2 separate regions of the Sus scrofa genome follow, and region 1 is linked to region 2. The links are chromatin contacts, called in public Hi-C maps. All regions are on one chromosome and are shown on one strand. Each heading gives the region's core, a stretch centred on a gene start, on an enhancer-like site or on the middle of the called end of the contact. The rest is flanking DNA. Distances are from core to core; before and after follow the strand shown.

What was found. A called contact is a pair of places that touch in the nucleus more often than the background predicts.
Region 1: a contact with region 2 is called in a Hi-C map of skeletal muscle, with 2.8 times the contacts expected there. The contact joins the promoter of JAK1 here to the enhancer-like site in region 2. A contact is called at or near these places in 1 of 5 promoter capture datasets (liver), 13 of 47 Hi-C or Micro-C datasets (adipocytes, blood, embryonic fibroblasts and 5 more) and 2 of 2 datasets of contacts at active chromatin or transcription factors (alveolar macrophages and skeletal muscle).

Annotation. Positions count from the first base shown.
Region 1 is chr6:147,427,697-147,430,433 of Sscrofa11.1, reverse strand. JAK1 (Janus kinase 1) reads right to left here and starts at 1,358. Exons shown (of 25, transcript NM_214114.1): 1 at 1,171-1,358.
Region 2 is chr6:147,393,784-147,396,672 of Sscrofa11.1, reverse strand. It overlaps a transcript of JAK1 not described here. Among named protein-coding and RNA genes, the nearest start is that of JAK1, 34 kb to the left of the region's middle. Within about 2 kb of position 1,597, at least 70 of the 83 cell types and tissues checked have an H3K27ac peak or open chromatin away from gene starts, as enhancers often do. A contact at or near this core is called in alveolar macrophages, embryonic fibroblasts, liver and 3 more, where this site is marked.

The DNA of each region.
Region 1 (2,737 bases), core at 109-2,608, 34 kb before region 2:
GTCACTGAGAGAAAAACCCTGGACTCTTTAAAAAAATATATATATATATATATATCTCCAACCAGGCAGAAGACAGCTCAGAACCAGGTACAAAGAGAAGTGGTACGGAGGACGGGATCCTTTTCCCCACGGCACACAGGAATTCAGAGAATATACAATTATACCAAAAAAAAAAAAAATGGGCACCAACACCTGGCAATAATCATAGCCTTTATTTAGTCCCTTAAAGAAGTTCCTTTAGGGGAAACACACATCTAAGGAGCCCACATCCCTGGAACCTAGAGGAGTGACTTGAGAGGGGTGTTTATTAATCCTGCAAAAGCGACATCTCCCTTTCATGCTTGGCGACCGCACGCGGATGGGGTCTGAGGAGTTCGCCAAGGAACCAGAGATCAGCCCCAGTTCGGGCTAACCAGTCCCTTTACAGTCGGATTCACAATTCCCCGAGTGGCTCTGTTCCTCTTCCCTGGCGACACCCAGGGTGCGACTTTCGCACTTTTCGCTGGATGCCTAGGGCCAGAGTCCCAACGGAACCGACAAGGGGAGGGGGCGTTTCCTGAGTCCCTTACACGCCCCCTGCCCCAAATAGGGCCCCAAATCCCAGAAACTTTCCCTCGCCTAGATGGCAAGGAAGCCAAATGCCTAAGACCCCGAGCCTCGGTCCAGAGGCCTGAAAAATCCTCCTCCCGGCACCCCCGCCCCCCGCTCCCCGGCAATTCTGCCAAAGGGCTGGCGGTCAAGTTCACCGCGCAACAGCGAGGGACGTCAAACCTCAAGCCAGCGCCTGTATCTCAGGGTGGTATAAACAGGATGTCAGCGCGTTTCAGGCTTGTTTATGAAAACTTGGCGTGCGCTCTGGAGGAGGGGGCGGCAAACCTTAACCTTTCCCCTTAGGGCCTGGTAGTCCTGGCCCCTAACCTCCCCGCCGCCGGACGGCTCCATTTGGCTGGAAATCCCCCGCCTTCCCCGCCCGCCCCCGCTCGCCCCCACCCCTGCCGGGCCGGGCCCGGCCCCCGGCTCCGGCGCCGCGCTCACAGAGCGACCCGGGGTGAGCGGCGCGCGAGGCCCGACAGCCGCGGCCGCGTCTCCCGCAAGCGCCGGGCTCCGCGCCCCTCTTCTTGTCGCCCGCGGCCGCCGCAGGCTCCTCCACCTCCACTCAGTGACACTCACCACTTCCGTGTGCGCCTGGGCTGGGAGAGCTCCGGGTCGCTGCGCCGGTCGGGGTCCGGCCGCCCGCTCCCTAAGTGGCCAGCCCCGCAGGGCCCCGGCGTGCACGCGCCGGGGGCTGAGAAGGGGGCGCGGGGCGCGTTATCAGATCTGGGACACGGGCCGGGGTAGTCCGCCGCAGCTCGCTACTCCGCGGCCGCCGCGGCCTGCGCAAGGCGACGCACCCGCCTCCCGCCCCGCCCCGCGGCTCGCCCCCGCCTACCCCGCGGCCAGTCCCGCCTCCTCGTGACGTCACACGCGGCAGCCCCGGAAAGAGGGGCGGGGACCGCGGAGGAGGCGGTGGCACAGCCACCAGCCCCGGTCCAGGAGCCAGCGCCTCCTGCCTTCCCGCCCCGCCCCCACCTGGCTTCGCTCACGCCCTCGCCCTTCAGTCGCTTGCTTCTTTTTAACACGGTCTCCTAGGAACACCCATATAGGGATGACGGGTCTGCGAGCCCAGAAGATGAAACGGTCAGGATGTGGCCATAGGTGGACCCCTCCCGAGTTTGGAGTGCCCTCCACCACATGTTAGTGCGCCGAGATTCATTTCTCACAGTTCTCTGACCCCTGTTCCCACCGAGTGAGAGGCCGAGCTTGTGGAGCACGAGACTAACATGAACTTAACGAGAAATAAATCTAACAATGTTGACAAGTCACTTTGGGTCCTACCCATTCTGTATTTAAAGGTCTCAAAATAAAAAAATTTTTCATACATAGTAATAAAAGCATTTGTTGATATTTAATGTGGGTCTAGCGATTTTCGGGTTTTTTTTTTTTACCAAATCCCTTAAAATGGGTTTTATCTTCATTTTATCCATGAGGAAACAAATTAAGTCTTCTTAGTCAACGTCACACCCCAGCCAGGATTCATACCCCATAGGCAGTCTACAGCTAAATCATGATTTTACTTCCTAAATAGGTCTCCAGTCCACTTGTTTCTCTTAAGTGTTTCAACAACATGAGCCTAGCTGCCACCATCTCTCATCTGAAAGAGCATAAACATCTCTTAAATTGTCACTCTGTATTTAATCCAGTCTCCAGTTAATTCTACACTGTGAGCTTTGAAAATTTCATGTGTTCCATTCACTCCCATGCTTAAAATACTCCAGTACCTTCTCTCCAGAAATCTTTGGATGAGAATCTGCCTAGGCAGATTCATTCAGATGCATGGTCAGACCTCTGCAGCTCAGCTCACTGCGCAGTTAGGCTTCCCCATATGCCCTGATTCCACTAACCCTGCAGGAGGATTCCTGCCTGAAGGCATGGGAGTTACTGCAGCTTACTTCATTCCGAGCAAGTGCTCATGTGGTGGTGCAGGTGCGTGAAAAGAGCATTTGACTGGAGTTCTGGGTTTTAGGTCTAGCTCCCTCCATTAACCACTTGTGTTACCCTAAACAACTCACAGTTTGCGGATAAGAGCTAAGGGGCAGACTACCCAATCTCCAGGGTGGCCTTCTAGAAGGGGATAGCAGAGCTAACAGAGAATACAAGAGAATCAGGTGGCAAGATGGGGCCAGCTGCCTACCTTGTA
Region 2 (2,889 bases), core at 348-2,847:
TGGAGCAGTGGAAGAGAAAAACAGCCGCTCCAGTGAGTAGTGATTTTACAATCCAAGCAGAGTGCACAATTCCCAAGATTTTTACGATGTTAGAAAACTTCCATTCTGTTTCACTTTTCGAGATAAACTCACCTCAAAATTCTGTGCTGAACCTGAAATGATTTGCCATGGAAAGAGTCTGCCCCATTCCGGATAGAATCCTAAAGCCGACATATTCCTTTTTACTTTAACCTACTTGGGTTTGGACATTCCACAACCAGAAACGCCCCCCTTCCAGCGCGCACGCGCACACCCACCCACCCGCACACAGGAACTGTTCTCTTTTACTAGGCTGCAGCTGCTTCCCGAGTTACCAAAAAGGGCCCAGCCCTGGCCAGCAAAGAGGCCCAGGTGCAGCTGGGAGGGTTCCCCCTCTCTGGGGGAGGCGGGGGGGGGGGGGATGGCAGGCTGCAAGCTCCCTGACTACTTCCTCCTCTAGCCTTCCCGCTTCCTGGAGGTCCCTGCCCACCTCATCACCATCAGGTCACCGAGGAAGTCACGCTTTGGCCTCAGAGCTGTTCCAAAGCTTCTGGAGGAAAAAGGTGTGGGTGTGTGGGTGTGTGTGTGTGTGATGGAAAGAGCCCTTGCAGTAGCCAAGAGACAGAGCCCCTAGCTTGGTGATGGTGATGGGGAAAGTGATCTTCCATTGAATGGATTCAATCTATCATCTGTCAGAAAAGGTGTTGACCTTGAAAGACTGCACACCCCCTCTCCAGTGTTGGTGTTGAAGAGGGTGAATGCCCCGATGTTCCCAGGAACGCTGTAAAAATAAGAGAGAATTCACAGGGAGAGAATGAACAGGTGTTGAGGTCCTCCAGCTGCTAACACCCATGTAAATACTGTTTTATTTAATCTTCCAGTAATCCCGTATGATAAGTGTCCCTGATCCGAATACATAGCTTGAAAGTGGAGGCACAAGGGCTGAGAAATCGTTCCAACCTTTGCCACTTCATGGTGTGTGTGTGTGTGTGTGTGTACATACACACACATACACATGTAAAGTTTTTATTTTTCCAGCACATCTGGACATGTGTGTGAGCACCAACCAGAAGCAAACTGCCCCTGTTGCCCGGGGAAGAGGGGCTCCATTTCTCACTTTACCTGCGCACCTGTTACTTGCTCACGGGAATGAAAGCCATGTAGTGGCTGATCTAAGAGAATTATGATAGAGCTGAGTCAAGATTACCCTGGATTTGATTCGCAGCTCTGCCTTGATTTCAAGAAGAAACTTAAGTCAACTATATTCCAATTAAAAAAAAAAAACTAAGTAACAATTTTCTTCTAGCCTGTTTCCCCAACTCTAAGTGAAGCTAATAATAGTGCGTAAGTCCCACGCGTAGTGATATGAGTAAACCAATGTGTCTGAATGTTTATCACCGAGTCCGCATCCAGGGACTGCTCGGATGTTTAACCCTTGCAGCGCATCTCAAGGCCTCGCTCGGTGCGTGACACTCGGCGTGGGGCGCGAAGGAGCACCGCTGGGCTGGGGCTGCGCGGGGGCGGGAAGGCGGCGCCCGCGGCCGGGGAGGTTCCGGGTTTCCGCGTAGACTTCTGCGTACCCCGCCGACTGCGTCACCATCCGAAAGGGCAGCCGGGCCGGCGGGGGCGGGGACGCGGCGCTGCTGGAAGCCCCGGTGCTCTTACCGAAAGTGCGAGCCCGGAGTTCCCAGCCGCGATCGATGTGGCGAGGCTGCGTTCCCTCGCGTCGCCCGCGGCCGCCGTTCCCTCTAGCGCTCCGGGCACTCGCAGAGTCCAGGGCCGCGCGCGGCGGCGTACTCTGCCCGAGACGGGGGACGGCGTCCCCCCGATTCTCCATCCCCGACCCCTACAGCGAGGCGAGGCGCTCTTGGCCCGGATTTGGGGCCTCCCAGAGCCCCGCTGTCCTGGCCGCGCCTTAGTGCCTCGCAGCTCCCGGCGGGGGAGTTGGCACCGTGGAAGCCTTCCCCACGTTTTTCCAAGCCCGGACGCCCGCCCGACTCTCCCCATTGCACAATTCCTGCCGTGGAACTGCCTCGTGACTCGGACGGAGCCCAAAAAATGTTTCCCAGGTTTCCCCGGCCGAAAAAGGAGTGGCCGAGTGTCCGGTCCTGACCTCAGGCGCCCTTTCAATTGCATTTTTTGGGGTGACCGGGTTGCGCCCTTTAAAATGCAGAGGTTGCCCTTTACAAAGAAAACCTCACTAACCCGCTGGCGTGCCCGCTCTAGGCTGGTTCCGGGTGAATACAACTGACACGTTTCTTTTCCCCGTGTATATTTTCACACAGGAAACGTGTTTCGATCTCTCTGGGGGGGGGGGGGGTTTCAGGAGTTAGTTTTAAAGCCGGGAGGGTAGTGATGCTTAAAAGCGTCGGAGACCAGCTTTCCAAGAATCACAGTGTTACTAGCCCTGATGGGGCGTGGTACGTCCTGAATAAATAAGAGAATGAATAAATATTTGGAGGAAGGATTTAAATGATTGTGAAACATTTTGCAAATGAGGAAATATGGAAGGCAAGAATACAAACTGTCTCAATGTTTCAACTCCAAATACTTGTAATTATGAGATGGGTGTATTTTTCCCTCTTTATGAAAATATAATGCCTTCTGCAGTAATCCCTGCAAAGCCTTACTCCACACCCTCTTACTACCCACCTAAAACAAATAAAACAACAATCTCCAAATTGAATACACACATGCAATAGGTTAAATTTGGCAATTCCAAAGCAAGATAATTTGAGAGGGGTTTTTGTCTTATTCCCATAAGATAGTAGCACTTCTTAATCACACAAACTATGTCAACAAACAAACAAGTAAACAAAACAGTGCTTTTTCAAGATGGTGTGGAAGATACCAGGTTCTCACTGCCCTGAG